Linked DNA regions of Mus musculus: region 2 is linked to region 1. A link is a contact called in public Hi-C data. All regions are on one chromosome and are shown on one strand. The core of a region is the stretch at or near the end of the contact, and the rest is flanking DNA. Distances in the headings are between cores, read along the strand shown.

Region 1 (7,504 bases), core at 2,903-5,402:
GCTTCTTTGCATCATTCTGTAGATTTATCATGGCTTCAGAATTCATCTCTAGTAAACTCACTGAGAAAAATCAGAATGTGTGCTTTACCTAATGGAAGCAACTCTTGCTAACTTTCCTCTAACCGGCTTCACGATTTTACCTCCTTGACCTTTAATGAGCACATGATTAACTTCCTTTGAAGAACAGGAAGTGGAATCCCTTGCAGGTCCACTTTCATCCTACCTTGGATAATTTAATCCTTTTACAAGTATGAGTCTGTAGCTGGCCACATTTTTTTTCTCTCTCTTTTTATGCATTTATCCAGGTGAAAGTGTGGTCAAAGTGATGGCAGACAAGGGAAGTCCAGGCCTCTTGGCGCTAAGTCAGAGGCCTACATAAACATCCCTGGGTTGGAGATTTGGAGATGAGAGAAGTTTCTAGACCTGTCCCCTCAAAAAAAATATCAGGAGCTTGCTACATTGCCAGAAAGGATAGTGCTTAGAAAGCAAAGGCCTTTGTGTTGAAAAACAAAACCAAAAACTTATAGTGACTATTACGTTCACACTTGAAATATCTGGCACTTCCAGGAGTAGGGAGGTGATGTTAAAAGGTGGTGTTTTTGCTGAAGGAAAATCTTATTGGGGCCAGGAAGAAAACCCAATGAACACCACTAGGGAAAATACTACTGAAATCCCCAGAACCACAAATCTCACAGCCCCCCGAAATACATCACAAAACAGCCCCCTCCCGACTTAATGTACTTTCCAGAAAAGATCCAGTTAAGCTTTAAATAGAGTGACCAGGGTCAAGGGAAACCGAGAAGGTCAAATCTCCTCCTGTTTCTGGCTTCCCATTTGATTTTTATCTCTCCTGTCAAGCAGTAGGACCTGGCAGAATGTCACCGGGCATTACATACATCGAGCGAACTTTCAGGAAATCGTGGGGGGCAGAGGGGGCAGGGGGGACAGGGGGGCAGGGAGGGGGGCAGGAAGAAGCCAGGCTATGTCTCTCTGTTAATACTCTTACGCTGTGGACCACAACAGACGTGAGAATTTGTGAGTATGAGCACACTAGGAGGCTGAAGCAGGAATCCTGGCCCGGGGATTAGTTTCAGGGAGGTTTGTGTAAAAGTATTTACTTTTGGAAGATAATACTAGCTCAATTATTTCCTATGGAAACTGGAAAATAAACACCCACTGTAAAGTAAACACAGGCACACTCTTACTTCTTCATGTGCACTCCTTTCCTGACTAGGGAACTAGAAAGATGTGTGTGTGTGTGTGTGTGTGTGTGTGTGTGTGTGTGTGTGTGTGTGTGTGTGTGTGTGTTTGTGTCCCTTGTGGTTGTGTTTTTTGGATGGAGTTTGATCAGGGGAAAGGCAGTTTGCCCATTTTCTGCCATGGAAGGACTTATTCCTACCAGTGAGTAGGCCCCTCTGGAGCTCAGCCTGCTCCATCAACATGCCGATGCAAAAAGATTGATGTGTTTTCACTGGAATTATTTTTCCGAGTCTGTTTGGGCTAGTTCCTGGTCTAGAGCCACCTCTTACAGGGATATCACAACTCTCTACTGAGAGAGAAAGAAAGAAACCCATGTTTCAGATATATCTCCCGCCCAGGTCACTGTTTACCCATAATCTTTTAGTAAAATATTTTTTCCCAGTAGCCCCCAAAAGAGACTAGGTTCCAGAACAAGAGAAATGTATTTTACTCGTGAGCCTAACTTTACCAGTCCTGGGAAGGATCCAGGCTGTCTTGTGAAGATGAATGCAAATGTTACTTGTCTAGGATAACAGGGGGCGAATGCACAGGAACGATGTCTTCAGGGTAGAGGGGTATTGAGTTCTCCACAGAGCAGTGAGACCAGACTGGAGCAGATCTCCATTTATTATAAAGGATGGTGACAGTCCACTTCCTGTTTCTGTTGATTTTAGGGTCTGCATCAAATGTGGCATTGCATCGCTTAAGGTATTGTTCTGTTATCCTTCCTGCATGCCAAGACAGTCAATAGCTTTCGTAGATCAGGCATTTGAGAAGTACATATTTCTACCTTTTCATTGTTAATGTTTAGATCTTTGTTTGACCTCCCTCCCTCCCTCCCTGCCTGTCTGTCTGTCTGTCTGTCTGTCTCTCTCTCTCTCTCTCTCTTTTTCTTTCTTTCTCTCTCTCTCTCAATATGTAGCCCTGACTGTCTTGGAGCTGACTATGTAGAACAGGCTAGCATCAAACCCACAGAGATTTTCTTGCCTCTGCCTTCTGACTGTTGGGATGTGTTTCTTAAGGACAGTGGCTCACAGGGCGTTTTATTGGTGGTCGTGATAGCATTTATTGCACTCCCATCATTGTAGTTTATCATCAAATAATGTTACTACTTTATATATAAAATACAAGAAAATTAAAATTACTTCCATCTTCTCCATTTAACTTTTGTGGTACTGTAATGTTAATATCATAATGCATTGTTACCACTTTTGCCTTAAAACACATATTTTAAAAAATATTTTAAGATTATGCATATGTGTGTGTGTGTGTGTGTGTGTGTGTTTGTGTGTTTGTCTGTATCTGTGCATGTGAGTGTAGGTGCCTGTGGAGGTCAAAAGAGAAAGTTGGTTCTATTGGAGTTGTAGTAGAAGGCAGTTATGAGACACCTGCTGTGTGTTCTAGGAACTAAACTTTGAGAAAAAGCCACATGCACTCTTAAACGGCTGAGCCATCTCTGCAGCCACCACGCCTATGTTTTAAAGAAATCTCCTCTGTACAGGTTCACATCCTTACCATTCTTGGACTTCCTTATTACTTCTGTAGATCTGATGATCTATGAGATTGTAGATCTTTAGGGCTGAAAAACTTCCCTTTGTTGCAGTAAAGGTTGATCATTGTAGATTCTCTCAACTTTTGTTTGTCTAAAAATTTTTTATTTAGATTTTATTTTTTTTAGTTGTTTTATTTTTCTTGCCTATTTTATTTATTTACATTTCAAATGTTATTCCCCTTCCTAGTTAAACTCCCTATTCCCTCCCCCATGCTCCCTGCTTCTATTTTTAAAAAGTTTTGGTGCATATGGATGTTCATGTTTTCTTTCCTTTCCTGTAGCACTTTAGGATGTCACCTGTGTCTGCTGTTGTGTCAGTGTCACTGAGTCTCTGCTGTGATGCCACTGTGTCTCTGCTGTGATGTCACTGTGTCTCTGCTGTGATGTCACTGAGTCTCTGCTGTGATGCCACTGTGTCTCTGCTGTGATGTCACTGTGTCTCTGCTGTGATGTCACTGTGTCTCTGCTGTGATGTCACTGAGTCTCTGCTGTGATGCCACTGTGTCTCTGCTGTGATGTCACTGTGTCTCTGCTGTGATGTCACTGTGTCTCTGCTGTGATGTCACTGAGTCTCTGCTGTGATGCCACTGTGTCTCTGCTGTGATGTCACTGTGTCTCTGCTGTGATGTCACTGTGCCTCTGCTGTGATGTCACTGTGTCTCTGCTGTGATGTCACTGTGTCTCTGCTGTGATGTCACTGTGTCTCTGCTGTGATGTCACTGTGTCGCTGCTGGGATGTCACTGTGTCTCTGCTGTGATGTCACTCTTTACTTTGTCCTTCTGTATTGTACATGCCCCTCCCGAATCATTCCATTTCTAGATCTGAGCAATTTTCCTATGATGTGCCCTAATATTTTCTTTATACTTATACTTCATGTGAGTGTTGTTTTTAGATCTGTAAGTTTTTTCCATTTTCATTAAAATTTGAAAAGACTCAAGTTCTCTTACGTGTTGTTGCTATGTCTGTTTGATGTCTCCAATGTCTCCATTTCTACTGATTGTGTTTTCTTTAAGTCCTTGGATTTGTGTAATATGACTGTCAAAGTACTTGTGAACCATCATCTTCATAGTTTATGTGTATATTTCTGTTGACCGGCTTTCCCTTGGCTCTAGGTCCTCTTTTACTATCCGATTTCTTTAATTGATTACTTTCTTTTTGGATAAGATACACACAGCAAAGGAGTATCCCATTGTTAAGTCAATTTTTGGAATTTTCTTCTAGTTGAATTTTGTCAAACAGTGAAGTCATGTGTAGATTGACTTGTTTTCCTTGAGGCTTGGTTTTGATGCGGGCCACAGTAGCCTCATTGTGGCATAGCTTAGCCCTAATACTTCTGGGGTGCCTTCTGAATGCTCTGCTTGTTCAGTACAGTGTCTTTAGCATTGCTGGTTAGAATCTGCATGCCTCACAGAAATTATTCAGCCCACAGCATCTTGGTCATTTTTTTTCATGTACAGCTCTTTTCTGCCTGGTTCGCAGCTCCTTAACCACACAGATGCAGAAGTGGAAATTCTGCCAACGACTCCAGGGAACCCCTATGTGGATTTCTGGAGTTTGTTTCCAATATAAATTTCTCTTCTCTTTCTGGTGCTTTGCCTTGAATGTTGAAGTTGCCTCAGTTCCTCTAAATAGTACATTGTCTCTTCAATTCCCAGAGATCATGTGATCTGCTTGGATTTCACTTCCTTGTACCTTATTTAGTATCCAGGCACAAGGCAGGATGTTGTACATGTAACATAATTTATTTCCTTTCTTTCCTGAATTATGTCCTATGTAGTGTTGAAGCCCATGTTTGGAAATAATTCCTTTCCTTCCCTCCCCTCTTTGTCTCTTCCCTTTCTCTCTCTTCTCCCTCTTTATCATTCTACACGTTCTCCTGTACCCCAGGCTGACCTTGGATATTCTATGTAGCTGAGAATGAAGTAGAACTATTGATCCTCCTGCCTCCACCTTGTTATTGCTGGATCAAGCCTGGCAATACATTTTTTTTCTCATATACATTGCCTCATTGAAAAAAAGCAGTTTGTAGAAAAAATTTACATCTACTACCTAACACTATATCATATACTAGACCTTATAAAATTCTATTTTTAGGCAAAGTAAAACAATATTTTTCTGTTACTCTTCCTAGTCACATACAATCTGATGACTGATGAACTAGGAAAAAAAAAGCTATTTCAACTCAGTGTTGAGAAATTAAGAATTTTCAAGAAGAGAATTTGATTATTAGAGTTACTTTGATATGTCTTTTCCTTGGCTCAAGTGTTTTTCTTTTCTTTTTTAACAAATATTAAAATAACCTACCTGCACTTTTGAACCCACTCTCTTCTTGTCTACAGAAGGTAAACCCAAAACAGCTGGAGGAGAGACATATCTGGTCAGAAGGGATTACTCTGCTCTGAACTGCCAGCGACCGCTCTGTGCAGAGCCACTAGCGCGGCACATCAAGAAGAGTCTCTTATTGCCGTCTTCGCCAGGACTGTGGTTTATATGTTCCTATGGTTTGGAAGCTTGGACTTAGAATAAGCCATAGTACCTGGCTGACAAACCAGCCAATATAAATGTGCTAACCATATCCTGGCAGGTGGTCTGGTATGCTGGCTGGCTTCTGAGAAGTGATACACAGAGAGGCCTCACAGACAGATCACCACTATCTACACGCTCTGAAAGCGCTGGAAACTGGAACTGGAGCAAGTTCATTGCTTCCTATTTTTACTGGAAATAGACCAAAGAACGTGCTGAAGTCTCTCTACTCAGCCCAACTCCCATCATGCAATGCAAGACTGTTTGCTAAACTTTTAGAGTCTTTAGCTGGGTGGACTTGGGAAGATCTAAATCTATCTACCCATCTACTTATCATGTATCATATCTATATGTCTATATATTTCAATCTATCTCTCTCTCTCTCCATCTTAGTCTGTTTAAGGTATATTTCTTTTTTTCTTCTTATTTTTATAGAGTTTCAACACGTAACAGACTGGTCTGAAACTGACTACGTAGATCAGACTAGCATCAAACTCAGAAAGACTCACTGGCCAGTGTCTTCTGATTTCTGAGATGTATTTATATATATTTGTATATAAATATATGTATATAAGTGTAAGTTATTAATTATGTGATGGCTTAATATAGAGATGGAACTAGTGAAACATAATATTTTAGAATATTTTTATTTATTCTCTGACAATTTCATACATGTATATACAACCAATCATGATAAAATCAAACCCAAATACTTCCTCAAAACTTCCTGAACCAAACTTCATCTCTTTTTCTTTATAAATTTTTTTAAATGTATAATTCACCGAGTCTATTTAGTGCTTCTTGCATGTGCATGGGTATGAGACTATCCACCAGAGTGTGAGCCAGTTACAAGCAGTCCTACACCAGAGAAAAATAATTACTCCTACCATAGCTATCATTTCCCATAGCTTGCCACCTACGGGCGGGGCCTCATGACAACCTCATTGTGCTGGAATGTTGACTCAAATGATCTTGGGTTAATTGTATACATGTAACCATGGCTACTGGAAGTTCATGGGTGTAACACCATGTCATGTCCAGAAGACAGAGCTGCTCTTTGCCCTCTGGGTCTTATATTCTTTCTGACACCTGTGATGTACCCTGAGCCAACAGAGGGTGGATATGGATGTCAATGTAGAGCCACACATGGCCACTTATTCTCAGCACCTCGACCAGTTATGAGTCTTTTGGGTGCTTGTCAATACTGCAAACACAGGTTTCTTTGACTGAGGTGAAGTGTAGCACTAATGTATGGGTATACATAAACATTTAGAAGGTAGTAAAACAAAATGTCATTTTATCCAAAAAATAAAAAATATAATACAGTAGGAGGTTTCCCTTATAAGGCTTATAACTACCATCCAGACATGGGCTTTTGACCAGGAGTGAATTCCCTTCTGAGAGCCAGGCCTTCCTTTAATTCAATCAGAAAACAGTGGGATACCTCCTGATAGTTGATAGTTGTCATACCACTGCTGTACCGGTGGGTGTGTATTGCCTGGTAGATCAGTATTGTTGTGTATAGGGTCTACTATTAGATATCACTGATGGCTTTTCTACTCCAGAAGCTGGCAGATGGTCTTCCTTCAATGTGACAGTAGCTGGTACGGAAGATGTTTCCAGGCAACCTCTATCTTGACTTCTCTTTATCATTCAACCAAAGTGTGTTGTTTCTTCAGCAAGAGAGTCTTACCATCTAGCTATGGTGGGCCACTCAAAGCCATGGCAATAGCCTGTTGTTTGGGCGATCTCTCTGTGGCCTTCTAACTCATAGGGAAGTGGCTCATAGGGACGTATCAGATATCTGGGACTGACATTTTAATTTAATAATTCATGCCCTATGAAAGAAGCATTGCCCACCCATGCAGGGTACTTCTGTCCAAACTTCTTTTTTAAAAAATTACATTTTTTTGAATTAGCTTACAAAGAGGTGCATTTCCACAGATAGACCTTTTATATATCCTGAGTTTTGGCCTCAACATTGATTAAAATTTTAATCCTGCCTGGTGCCTTTTGTCATGCAAAAGTAATTTATTCTCCCACCTTCCCAATTAGACTCAGAAGTTAGCTGAAGTCGAGTTCTCTTAGAGGCAGGAGTTTGAGTGCAAATACGGTCTGGAAAGATACCACACAGGATCCAGGAAAACCGAATGATTGACTAGTGTGGAAACCTGCTGTTAGCTTTTTCA
Region 2 (7,504 bases), core at 2,994-5,493, 390 kb after region 1:
ATTTTTGTGCCCAGATCTCTAACTACTAAGCTCTTCTCTCTGACCTGGACACGGGTCTCCTTTGGTGTCTCAGAGTCTGAAGGCATAGAGTAGTTCTAAAAATCCTCCTGGGACTCTCCCCTTTCTCCTCAGGGAAGCTGGCCATAGATAATGGTACTATCAGCCTCTCTGAGATCTCCTTTGATCATGATGTGAACCATTATCTGTGAGTACCATGTGTCCCCTTCCTGAAACCTCCATTCTCGTTTGTCACTGTTGCCATCCCTTCTCTGGCAACAGAGCACCTGGCCCTGCTCTTCCTGTTAGCTCCGTACTGTGAAAGCATATCATCCAGATCCTACAAAGGTCAGGAGAGGGTGAGAATAGCCAGAAGAGGAGCCAAACATATCTATTTCCATCAAGGATAAATAGCTAACATCTGGGATGCTTAATCTTTGCAATTGCTGGTACTTTCAGCAGTGTCTGACACTCATTCAGCAAATATTTATCCGGAGCTACCTCTGTGTAGCTGCTGTTCTGGAGTCCAGGAAATTAGGGAGAAAACAAACAAACAAACAAACAAACAAAGGCCCTGACCTCATGTTGCTTCTACCCGAGGGAGGAGCTAGGCAGTGGACAAGAAGACAGGAAGATTACAATCAGTTAACGACATACAAATGACATCTTTCTCCCTTCTTCTCTCTTCTTGCCCTGAATTGGTACAACCATGCTTTCTTCTTGATTCTGCACTGCTGAACCTTCGGCCCTTTTCCTTGAGTTGTGCACATCCAAGATTAAGGCCTTCTGCTTATCCTGTCAGGGTGTTTCTTCACTTTCACCCAAGGACCCAATCCAGCTGAGTGTGTTCACCCCCACGAGGGTCTCCTGAGGCTGTGCACTTTGGAAATTGCACTTGTCACTGTTTCGATTGGGGTGAGTCTCTTAGTGCAATGAGAGAAAGGCAGGTTGGTCAGTGGAGAATATAAGACCAAGGGTTTAGCTTTGGGTTTAATAAGAATAAACTCTGATATGAAAAGAAGAGGCAGAGACTCAGTAGCCTCATATAAGAACTGGGGGTGGGGTTGGAGGGTGGCCAGAAAATGAAGAGATTCTGATAAAGATCCATCAAGAGGCTACAAAGTAAACCCACAAGCTGTTGAGTACCAGGAGCCACAGAAAGAAAGCATGGTTTCACAATGACCCCCCCCCCCCCGGAACTTCAAGAATGTTCTTATATGGTGTAAACAAAGGGACAGAGCTTCGCATGTCTCTGCCCACCTCTGACATTGTCCGATTGAGGAGAGAAAGAGAGCCCTGGCTTCGTACAGGGCTACACAGGGCAGAGAGCAAGGTGGCCACACACTCTGCCTGCCTTCTTTTCTCTGAAAGGGCTCTTTGTAACTTCTCTGAGGAGGAAACACCTCCTCCGTGGAGAAACATTTGCTTCCTATTAAACGTACTGTTACTTGGAGCCCAGCTCCTTGCCAGCCTTCCCCATAGTGGGCAGTGAGGGAAAGAGGAGGAGGCCGCACCCCAGCTGCTGTCTTGGCAGGGGAGGCTTCAGAGTGCAAAGCCTCGTGGCCTACAGGCCCCCAGCCCAGTCTCTCTCTGCCAAAATCCTCCTCCCCCTTCCCCTCTCCCTCCCCCTCCCCCCTCCCCCACCCCCTTCAATCTTTCCTCCCTGTCCCTGTATGAAAAGCTTTCAAGATGGCAAAAGGGCTAGTCAGTAGTTTGGCTCAACCTTTTGATACCAGAAAGACTAAAATGGAGTATTCTTCATTTTGTAGCCTACAGGGAGAAAGCTAAGCTGCAGCTGTAAGAAAGAAAACAAAAATAAATCAAACTACAAAAACCAGGTTTATTCTGCAAGCCACCCAATCAACTCTAATCACAAATGTGTTAGGGTCCTAAAGAAACATCTCTTGGGATACAGGGCTATACTGTGGTGACCTTTGAGGAAGCCAGGTAGAGTTCTTTCTAAGCAAATACTGATAGAATCAATCTGTCTAAGCCAGTGGTTTTCAACCTGTGATTTGCAACCCCTTTGGGGATCAAACGACCCTTCCACATGGTTGCATATCCTGCATAGCATATATTTATGTTACAATTCATAACAGCAGCAAAAAATACAATTATGAAGTAGCAACAAAGATAATTTTACAGTTGGGGGTCACTATAGTATGAGGAACTGTATTAAAGGATCATTGCATTAAGAAGGTCGAGAACCACTGATCTAAGCAAAAAGCTGGCAAAGCAACATTCAATAACAAGGAAATCTAGGTCCCTTAACTCCTGACCAAGTAATGGAACATGTAACAGGTCCTACCTGGTGAGATCTGAGAAGCTAAGACTGGCCCTGGGATGCTGGGGTGTGTGGGGGGGGAAAGGGGGAGGTAAAGATTACAAGACTTAACTCTGAATAGGAAATAGTGGAGAACTACAGTCATTAGCTATGCCTTTCCTGAAAGCCCACAGAGAGCTTTAAGATGCTTTGTGGCGTCTGTTATGGTTTAATATGAACTATTCTCTAGAGAAGATTCCACCCCTGGCTAGTGGGTGCTGTTGTGGGACGTTATGGAAACGTTGGTTGTTGGACCTTGCTGGCAGCGGGCATTTACTAGAGGCAAGCCTGGAAGGTTATTTTAAGTGTTACAGCTCTGTGGGGAAAAGCTTTTCTGGTAGAGGTGACAAGGCTCTAAAGCAAAAGCTTCTATGGAGATGTTATAGCTCTAGTGGGGTGGAGGGGGTGGGGGGTGGGCGGGCTTTCTGATGAAGGTGTCATAGCTCTAAGAGGAAGGAGAAGGTAATAGTTCTAAAGGGAAGGTTTCTCTGATGGAAACATTACAGCTCAGAGAAGGAAGGTACCCTGGCATCTTGGAGCCAAGAAATATCCACCAAGTCACACCACACAACAAACCTCACAGACGAGATTTATTGGGAAAGACACGAGGTGGCTACCTCTGCTGGGCTGTGGGCAGATAGATGCAGCAGGGAATGGGGCAGGAGTCAGGTTTATATAGGGCTTGACGGGGAGGAGTTCCCCGGGGTAGAGATTTGCAGAGTGAGAACTAGTGAGGTTTCAAGTCCTGTACTCGGAGCAAGACCAGGGATTGGTGGGATTTCACAATGAGGGGAATTAGCGCGTTTTTGTGCTCTGAGATTGGTTGGTTTTCGTGCTCATGGATTAGAGGACTTTTATGCTGAGGGATTGGTGGAGTTCTGTTAAGAATTTTCAAGAGGAAATGGGTTAAGACCTTATACCCTACAATTATATCTGGTTCTGGTTCTGGTCTGCGATGCACTTTCCATCCAGCTGTACGGTGAGTGGGTCCACCATAATTCTCTGCCATGATGGACTGAAATCATGCGCTGAAATAAGTCTTTCCTTCCTTAAGTTGCTTCTGTCAGACATTTTGTCACAGTGACTAGAAAAGTAACCAATACAGGATCTGTTCCACCAATGACATATAATATTTTAAGCTACAATGTTACAATTAATTGATCCTTGCAATTGTCATGTAAATTGGTCAAGAGATAAGCAGTTCTGTCTACAGATGAGAGACCCCTGTCATGAAACACTGAGTGACTTACCCAAAGTTCAGGTCACGTATTTGTTTTGTTCTTATTTTACACACTGCATCCTTGTATGCCATCTGGAAGACTCCAGAGCCCATGGGTGAGTGCTTTCGTTTTATTTTCTGGTTTGTTCTTGACAACTAAATTCAGTTGTGATAATATCCATTTTTTTCCTAAAGTTATGGTACAGAAATAAATTGCTTGTGTTGGTAATGAAATTTTACTTTTACTCTTGATAATGAGAACTTGTACCCACTTCTCAACCTTCCCAATGTTGTGACCCTCTTCTATAGCTCCTCAGATTGTGGTGACACTCAACCAAAAAAAATTTTTTGTTGGTATTTCATAACTGTAATTTTGTTACTGTTATAAATCATAATGTACATTTTTTGGAGATAAAGGTTTGCCAAGGAGATTGCAACCCACAGATTGAGAGCCGCTGATCATACTATGGTTTCTCCTAGCATCTCAAATAAACTATGCATAACTCACATAAATGTCCAGCTCAATTATGTGCTTAATTTTAACCTCTCATTGGAATAAAAATATTTACTTTTATACCATTTGTGTGTGTGTGTGTGTGTGTGTTTTGTTCTGATGGTTTTTTTAATGGCTAAAAAAGAAGAGATTGGTATATACAGGGAAATGTTTGTATCTTTTGACAATCAGCAGTGCCATCTACTGTCAAGTACTAAAATTAGGAAGTAGCAACTTGTCATTGAATATCTGGGTTTAGGAAGGGAAAAGCAATTTCATGATCTGGGACTTATTAATAAATATAGATTCTTAGTCATGGTTTTATTTTGTATTATATCCTTAAGCAACCTGTATAGTCATATAGTCATATAGTCATTCGTAATTATGTAATGTTGCAGACCTCCACCTTTGGAAGCAGTATTAATTAAAATAAAAATAAACTCAGGGAACAGCTCAATAGCTACACATTTTCTCTTAGGCACAGCCTTCACATCTGTAAGACTTGAACAATTATACTTAGGAAGTGGTTTTGCTAACTAAACAATGGGTAAAATTTACTTCCAAAGCAAGCATAACAAAAACTTCTAGAGTAATATGGTGTCTGCTTGGGAGGATGGTAGATGCCAGACTATGCCAGGAGCCTTCTTCTCAGCCATCTGAGAGATGGATAGTCTCTAAGATGGCAGGTGCCAATGCCAGGATGATGTAGCTAAGCTAAGGCTGGGAGTAGGTCCAGTTATTCACCTGGTTCCACAGTTATTCTCATCTCATACGTTACATCACAAAACAGGACTCAGAATACCCACCTCATAAATCCCAGGGCATGCTCACCTCAGGTCCTCCAACGAAGACTTGCTTTTTACATGTTAGTATGAATTCTGACCTTTGTACTTGGATAAGTGAACCATATTGCAGATTTGGTCTAAGTTTGCTTACTTGTGTTATTAAAAGAATAAGTCCGGGAATCCTCTAAAATAGTTCATCAAGGCAGAGAAGAGAGGCAGGGGCCAGAGGCAGCTGGTGACATTGCATCTTCAGCCAGGAAACACAGACAGCTGGACATTGGTCCTCATGTCCTGTTCTCCGTCATATTCATTCAGAGCCAGGCCCATGGGAGGATGGTGCCCTCAGTTAGAGCCGGTCTTCCCACTTCAATTAACCTAGTCCAGAAGCTCCCTCGTAGGCACAGGCAGACTTTTAGTATCATGTGATTCTAAGTCCCATCAAATGGACAATGGAGATTTGTGATCACAGGGTAGACAGGTGTGAGACTTTCTTCATCATAAAGGGTCATGGCTGACACTTCTGTACCAACAGCAAACAGGCTTAAAGAAAGGAAGCACCAAATGTCTATTTAATAAAATATGGGGGGTGGAAGCTTTGATAATGAAACTCAAGGACTCAGGAAAAAATGTTTTTTCTTCCTCCTCCTCTTCCTCTTTCCCCACTTCCTCTTTCTCCTCCTACTCCTCCTGCTCCCCTCCCCCTCCTTTTCCTTCCCCCTCTTCTTCTCTGCTCCTCTTCCTTCTCCTCCTCCTTTTCTTCTTCTTCTTTGCTTCCTCCAGGTATTGGAGTCAGTTGTGTGTAAATCTGATTGGAGAACAGAATATAATCTGACACCAGTAGACTGATATCAAGTAGGCAGCCAGCAAAAAAGGTCTGTCCTGATCCTTCTTGGCCTAGCATGAAGCACCCTTTCCTCTTGGGTAATCAGAGTCTGCAAGGAAGAGGAGAAAGAAAATTACCTTTCCAGATGTTATGACTTGCTTTAGAGGACAACAACCCCAATTCCTGTGACTTGATTTAGGCGAGAGGATTTGGAGACAGTAGAGCAGGAGAGAGTCATAGAGACTGTCCCTCTAAGTCTAAGGCCTCCTAGTGTCCTTCAGTAGTTTATAATCCTCATCATGCCAAAACACCATAACGAGAGGCACTGCTTTCTCAGCCCTAACACTCCTACGTGCCAGGTAGAAAGTGTTCTAGGTATGAATGGTAAAACAAAGAAAAAGAGAGAAAAGCCCACCACTGTGGCTTTTGGAGTCAGTGAGGGTACCCAAGTGGTAGCAAGGAATCTACCAAATAAGCTAATAAGAACTGCCATAGAAAAACAGCAAAGCTTAGATACCAAGAAGGACAGGCTCAGAATAATCTCTGTGGACCAATGAGCAAGGAGCTGATGACATGAGGGGGGCATGTTCTGGCAAGAATTCTCTCAGAAAGAGGGAGAAAGCATCAGGGTGCCCCATCACAGAGGTACATTTGGCTCAACAAACACCAAGAGGCAGTCCTTTCATTGTGAGTTGTCATATCTGAGAGTTTGTTTGTTTGTTTCCTTTAGGGTGCTCCATGATCCTACAACTTAAGGTACATGTAAGTGCTGGCCATGTCTGTGCATATAGACATACAGACATGATAGACAAACAGTCTGGTTTTACAGTGTGCCTCAGAACATGTAAAGAAAAGTAGCCAAAATAAAGTTGTCTGTGGCAAGGCCATTTCTATATTTATGACAATATGATTTATATTGTTTGAAAATATAACTGGATTTCCAGGCTGAACTGCAGGACCCTACTTAATATCTAAAGAGATGGACTGTGGGCATTTGTAACAGAATACACTGACAAACCAGTATATAGCATGAAGTTCTAAATTCCATTTTTGCTCAGACATTCTATTGCTCTAGGATATATTAAAGAGCAAAGGGAAAATACATTACCTGTATTAGGAGTTGAATGAGCCTTTGTGGGTTGACCTGGAGACCCAACACATACTTATAATATTCTCTCTGTAGGGAAAAAAATGAGTTCTGGGTTTGAAATGCTACACTTACAGACCATTTAGAAACCAAAGACTTCCTGTGGTGTCTCTGGTGGGAAAGGGCAGAGAGGGATTAAAGAGCAAAGTCCAGACCCTCTGAAGCTAGAGTATTAGTCGGGAAAGACTGATCATGACAGACAACCGAGACAGAGAGTCTTGGGAGAGCATTGCAACCTGAGCAGCCACTGCTATCCAAACATGTAGCAGGCAAAGCCCAGTTTGTGGAGTGCACTGTGGAACTTCTGTGGAAGTCAGCTGACAAAGATCTGTGAAGAAAGAGCCCCTCAAGTCCCAGGGTACTTTTCTCTTTCTAGGGTATATGCTCTTCTTCCTAGGTGGCCTGAAATGTGTCTGTCTCTAGGATTAATATTGTTGATAGCAGGAATGTAAAGTATGAAAAATCACATTTGAATAACAACATTGGTGACTCAAAATATGATTTGGTATCAAAGCACAAAGCTTGAAAACCAGGCATTGTTCATAGAGAAAACTGGTTGATTTTTTTTTCTTTTTTTTTTTTTTTCTGAGACAGGGTTTTTTCTCTGTGTAGCCCTGGCTGTCCTGGAACTCACTCTGTAGACCAGACTGGCCTTGAACTCAGAAATCCACCTGCCTCTGCCTCCCAAGTGCTGGGATTAAAGGCATGAGCCACCAC

The links. Hi-C and Micro-C count contacts between places; a contact is called where the count stands out from the background.
Region 2: a contact with region 1 is called in a Hi-C map of bone marrow-derived macrophages, with 31 read pairs. The contact joins two enhancer-like sites. A contact is called at or near these places in 1 of 15 datasets of contacts at CTCF or cohesin (the NIH/3T3 cell line), 1 of 484 Hi-C or Micro-C datasets (bone marrow-derived macrophages), 4 of 115 datasets of contacts at active chromatin or transcription factors (embryonic basal ganglia, embryonic fibroblasts, embryonic stem cells and 1 more) and 1 of 9 other capture datasets (embryonic stem cells).

What each region holds. Positions count from the first base shown.
Region 1 is chr17:79,171,144-79,178,647 of GRCm38.p6, forward strand. No RefSeq gene overlaps it. Among named protein-coding and RNA genes, the nearest start is that of Qpct, 120 kb to the left of the region's middle. Within about 2 kb of position 4,153, at least 19 of the 459 cell types and tissues checked have an H3K27ac peak or open chromatin away from gene starts, as enhancers often do. A contact at or near this core is called in bone marrow-derived macrophages, where this site is marked.
Region 2 is chr17:79,564,383-79,571,886 of GRCm38.p6, forward strand. No RefSeq gene overlaps it. Among named protein-coding and RNA genes, the nearest start is that of Rmdn2, 47 kb to the right of the region's middle. Within about 2 kb of position 4,244, at least 3 of the 459 cell types and tissues checked have an H3K27ac peak or open chromatin away from gene starts, as enhancers often do. A contact at or near this core is called in bone marrow-derived macrophages, where this site is marked.